2 separate regions of the Drosophila melanogaster genome follow, and region 2 is linked to region 1. The links are chromatin contacts, called in public targeted proximity ligation maps. All regions are on one chromosome and are shown on one strand. The core of a region is the stretch at or near the end of the contact, and the rest is flanking DNA. Distances in the headings are between cores, read along the strand shown. Region 1 holds the start of lncRNA:CR45444 (long non-coding RNA:CR45444). Region 2 holds the start of SCaMC (Short Calcium-binding Mitochondrial Carrier).

Region 1 (2,771 bases), core at 175-2,674:
TATCTTCGAATTAACGGATGCGTTCAATATTTTAAATGGGTTGGGATTGACTTGCGATTGTTAATATTTTTATTTCGCATGATTTTCCTTTATTTCTTATTTTTTATCCTTCGTCTTTTATCGGTAATATCGTCTCTTATTTTAAAAAATTAATTTTTTTTTTATATAATTGTAAGAATATTTATTTATTTATTTCGTATTTATTTACACAGCCTAATTTATTTTAAATTTTTTATTTGCCGTATTATCGAAAAATCCATTTAAGATGCGTTGATGCTTGATAATAAATAAAGAGCACAATAACTAAAAAGAAAACTTATTGCGTTTACTGTATTTACTCGACTGCGAATATATACACCTTTTTTTTGTGAATACTATGAATGCCTTAGTAAAGCTTCATAAATTGACCGAAATATATTATTTAAAAACCATATTTTTTTGCCCGCCAAAATGCTGCCCGTACAAAGCTGGCTTTTATGAAACTCGACCAATAGCGACGACAAAGCGTTGCCACATGGATAGAAATAATTAACAGATGGCAGCTCAGCTACTGCTTAATTCCTTTTAAGCCACACAGTTTAAAGATTTAATATACATTAATTTTTGATCAAATTTTATGAAAGTAATATTTATAAGCCAAATGTTAATAGAATATCGTTACTCACAATCACACATGAAATGTATCGATATGTATTTTTTAAAACAGCGATCGATAGTTTTTTATTTTTACAGTGCACATCTCTAAAAAAAAACAACGCGTTCGTCGAAATTGCAATAAACAATAACAATGGTACAAAACCGAAATAACTGTGAATTTAAGAATTAACATTAACGCTTTATGTAATCTGCAGCTCTTTTACTCCTTCTTCAAGTCGCTGGTGGGCAAGGAAGTCGTTGTGGAGTTGAAAAACGACCTCAGGTGAGATTCGTTTATTTGCCGGTAAATTGAGGAATTTTTAATACTTTCTTTATAATTAAACAGCATATGTGGCACCCTGCACTCGGTGGATCAGTACCTGAACATCAAGCTGACGGATATCAGTGTCACAGATCCGGACAAGTACCCCCACATGCTGAGCGTCAAGAACTGCTTCATCCGTGGCTCCGTGGTGCGATACGTGCAGCTGCCGGGCGACGAGGTGGACACCCAGCTGCTCCAGGATGCGGCGCGAAAGGAGGCTGTTGTGAGCACAAGATAAGAATACCACTACCAGCAGCCCAATTGGATCTACCCATTGCTTCGTAAACTGTCCTAAAAACCTAAGTGAAATTCTGTTAAAGCAAAACCAATAAGAGGAATCCCCGTATTAAGTCGCTATGTACGTTATTTACGGCCCATCAGTTTTCGATGAGTCAGTCTCGAGGTTACCGTGGGTGCTGCTCCCTACGCTTGCGCAAATGTCCCAGCTTTTATCGCTCCACGCTTGAATGGAGCCAGTAGAGCCAAGTGTGGCTTGTGGGCCAAATTTTGTGTCATGTTGATAATGGTCCATAAATTTGTATAATTGCTGTGACGATGTACTGGCTGTCTGAATGTCTGGATGCCTTGTCTACACATCACCGGATACACGGACTCATTCATACAAGGTTTCCACAATGGGTTGCTATATCACACGACTATACTCGTATGTACTTGCAGCCCGTTTTACGATTGTGATTGCTATTATGGCCCGGCCCTCGAATTCAACCTTTTATCCGCAATAAAATGGAGGAGCCTGGCGGAATGCTTTTAATTTTCTGGACCTCGACCCGCTCCTTAAGTGCCTCTTCGCCAGCCGCCATCGAATGGCTTTGTTTGCTGGAATTCGTACTTAAAATAAAATACGCATTCGTGGAACACTTTTCGCTCGGCATTTACATTTCGGAATGGCCAGGGAATCGCGTTCTAAACTTTGGCAGTTGGTCAGCGGAACATCACGAAATATCGATCCATTAAAAGTTGAAGGGCTACAGGCAGAAAAAAAACATAGCTACTTCGAATATAATGTTACCAAATTTGATTGTAAATAGAATTTTTATAAACAAATTATTGCCATCCTAAGCTAGTTCGCTTAGCAACATATATTCCTTTTTAAGCTTGATGTCATTATTAAAAAAAAATAGCTTGACATCAGAATCTTTACCTTGTAATATTCCACTTAATTGAATTTAAATGGTACCAGAAACCGGAAGTTTATCGCTGAAATTATCCTCCCTTTTTTATTACATTTTTGAATGGTTATAGTCAGAATTTTTTGGTCAGTGCTAAGGACTCGTAGCTCGTCTGACTGCGCATAATTGAAGGGGGAAGTTAAGTCCAGCCCAGCGGAGTCCATCTTTCATTATTTGTGGTAATTGGGTTCCTGTTTCCGGCGCAGCTTCTAAATTGAGATTTCGAGACGCATCGCATTGTTCGTCCGACTCCGGCTCGCAAAGATTGTTTTGCATTTTGGGCCAGAAAGTTTTTCTCCGCATCGGACTTTCTATTTTCGGAATGGGTGGCACTGGCAAAGGGAAAAGTGTCCTCGTTTCTGGCCTATCGCTATGGTGGAGTGGGGAGGGCGACCTCAGCCTGTGGCGCACATAAAAATTTTGTAATATACCCGTGCTCCGGCGGGTGGATGTGAGCTCTGGGGGATTTATGGGGCACATGCTGCAGTACGTCCTAGTTCATCAACGTGTTGAGCTGTGCGTGGCGCGTAAAAGTTAGCTCGTAAAGTTACGCTGGGATCATTCGGGTTTTATTAAAAAATAAACTATACAAATTTGACACAGATTATTTATACATAAGT
Region 2 (2,771 bases), core at 112-2,611, 77 kb after region 1:
CAGTGCCGCTGACAGGTCGTGGATATCGATCCTGCCGTCGCCATCGCGGTCCAGCTTGTTGAAGATGCGCTCCAGCCGCTCCTCGTCCTCGATGGGGATCTCGGTGGGCAGGATGGAGCCGGAGCTGGCGACCTCGTGCAGATCATAGGCCAAGGGCGTGTTGGTAGTGCTGCTGGTGGCAAGATGGGCATGTTGCAGGCCGAGATTTTGGCCGTGCTCATAGCTGGCGGCTAGCGTGCGGGCGGAGTAGTTGGCCTGCGCCTGCTGGGCGAAGTTGAAGTTGCTGGCCGGATCGGGCGTCAAGTCGATGTCGATGTGCTGTTGCTTTTGATCCTCTGGCTTATAGTCCTGCTCCTTTTGATCCTGCTGCTTGCTTACTGCTAAGGATGCACTGTTTTCGATTCCAACTTGCTTTCTGACCATTCTCCACACTCGTGTTTACAGTTTACCTTGAGTTTTCTGTTCTTTAACTGGCAGCTGAAGGATTTCTCTGGGTTTGCTCGGTTTCCGATTCTCTGGGGGATTACGTGTTGGGCTATCAGCTGCTCTGCTCTTATGGCCGGCTCATTTTGCACTACTTGGCAAGTCAAATGGAAAAACAGTCGTCTGAAAGAGGTATCGAGTGTTGTATACACATTAGTTTATAATGTTATGTCTGGGCGAAAGATAAATAAAACAGCTCAACGTATCGAATTTCCCCGCGATGAAGTCATCCTCTTCTTGGCTGGAGAACTACATATGTACATTGTAGGTGCCAATTTTCAGGATCCCGCGTACAACCCACATCCCATTGATTTTCGCAGTTAATTTTGAAGGCCAGCGATTTTCCGGAAAACCTTGAAAAACCCACAGCTTCACGCACACGCACGCACATGTCTCCAAAAGTCGTGGTAGAGGGGGGGAGTGTTGGGAAAAGGGAGACTTTCCCCCAGCAACTCGAACTTTCTACTTTGCAAAGCGTAGCTTTAACCGAAGAATTCTTCACGCTCTCACACACTTTCTACATTCTTTTCTGAATTCTCCGCCCATTTTCCAGACAGGTGTGACTCAAATTTCTCTCGAAACGCTTGCAAATTGTTGCCAATTTGGCAAAAATTATTCTGCACTCGATTTTCATGCACACACACACACACACGCTCACATGCAGGCGAAAGGAATGTGGATATGCAAAAGAAAGTGGCAAGCTTCAATTGCATTTCCCACTTTTTCTGTGGTCACTACCTACTGGTCGAGCTATTTAAGAGTTCGTCTGCTTTTACGCTATTTCGGCGACTTTGTGGCTTAAAGCGATTCACGCAGAACTCTTCAATTTTAATTTTTTGGGTTTGCCAGTGTGACCACGAACGTTTATCTAGATATACTTCTTGTGTGGTCGAAAATACCCTAAAATGCATCGCGTCACTGCTTAGCCGTGACTCAAACCTATTTGTGGTTTTTAAAATGTGGAATTGTAGGGTAACACTATTAATTTTAAATGTATTTTTTAAATTTGCAAATATTTATATTTTTTGAATTTAAAACCGCCCATTTAAAAAACGAACGACTACACTTGTTAACATAATATGTATTTTCTCATCTCGCATCCCTCGCAGTATCCTGGCATACACTTTAAGCTAAGTAATTCGTTAGTTAAGTAGATCTATACAAAATTGGTCTAAACTGTGGAAATAATCGGGAATAGTTGCACTTTATGTTTGAAGTCGAAGAATGAATACACAATTCAGTTGGTTACATTAAATGCGCGCATAGCAGCCTCGGGGCCAGACATCAAGAGACACATAAAACAAAGGAGACACAACTTGACAACCGAATGGAATACAAAAAATACAATCGCATAAGCTGCTCGCCACGGTTTCTAGTTCATCAGCAGATTCCAGGCGTCGTCCTCGGCAGTGCCTTTGTTGGCGGACGAGGCCGTTGCCGTCTTGGGCTTCACACTCTTCACGTCCAGGCTCTCGAAGCCCTCGCTCAGCTTCTGCGATGTGTCCTGCAGCTTCATGTTGCGGCGAGCTGTCGATCCGCCGGACGAAGCGTTCTGGTAGGAGGTCTCTGAACTCTGATAGTTCGTCGCCTCGAAGCCGGACCAGTCAGCGTCGCGGGTTAGGCCGGCGGAGGCGGTACCGCCGCCGCTGCTGCTACTCAACTGATTGTGGTACGAACTCGAGCTGGTCATGTGCGACTTGCTGTTGCCGTTGTCCTGCCAGCCGCCCCAGTCGCTGTCGCTGACGCCGCTCTGCTGACCCAAGCCTCCGGCCAGATTACCGCCCACGGAATTGGAACGCTGGTAGGCGCTGCTGTCCTCGAAGTTGGGATCGTTGTATCCGCCCTGCGGCGACGAAATGTTGCTGCCCGCCAGATTATTCCAACCTCGTTTGCCCATATCGGTGACCTGCGATCGGTATGTTTATATGTTAGAGGGATGTGGGTTTAGAGAAGATTAACTGGATGATGGGGAACTACAGACCTTGCTGGCTACATCGGTAACTCCGCATTGTACGGAATCTAGCAGAGTTCCCTCTTTAATCTACAACCAAAAAAAGATGCAAATAAATAATACAAACAATAAGGTGTACCAATTAAATTAACAAACAAATATGGGGATTAACTAAAGGGATTTTGCTCTCTTTTGTTGTTAAGGTGGGTTTCTACAGCTTTAAATTATTTAAAACTAATCAGCAGACTAATAATAAACCAAAAGAATACAAAATCAACATAATATTGAACCAAATCGAAGAGAATAGGCAAATAAGGAATCAAAATCTGAAAGATAT

What was found.
Region 2: a contact with region 1 is called in a targeted proximity ligation map of the Kc167 cell line, with 4 times the contacts expected there. A contact is called at or near these places in 13 of 107 Hi-C or Micro-C datasets (the D17-c3 cell line, the Kc167 cell line, the S2 cell line and 4 more) and 1 of 7 datasets of targeted methods (the Kc167 cell line).

What each region holds. Positions count from the first base shown.
Region 1 is chr3L:12,335,928-12,338,698 of dm6, forward strand. It overlaps lncRNA:CR45444 (long non-coding RNA:CR45444), which reads left to right and starts at 1,425. Exons shown (of 1, transcript NR_124903.1): 1 at 1,425-1,772. CG10418 reads left to right here and starts at 749. Exons shown (of 3, transcript NM_140313.3): 1 at 749-790; 2 at 852-919; 3 at 983-1,309. The coding sequence starts at 788. The coding sequence ends at 1,199.
Region 2 is chr3L:12,413,481-12,416,251 of dm6, forward strand. SCaMC (Short Calcium-binding Mitochondrial Carrier) reads right to left here and starts at 1,362. Exons shown (of 8, transcript NM_206345.2): 1 at 1,222-1,362; 2 at 1-606. The coding sequence starts at 423. ArfGAP1 (ADP-ribosylation factor GTPase activating protein 1) reads right to left here. Exons shown (of 5, transcript NM_079316.3): 4 at 2,465-2,524; 5 at 1,546-2,389. The coding sequence ends at 1,856.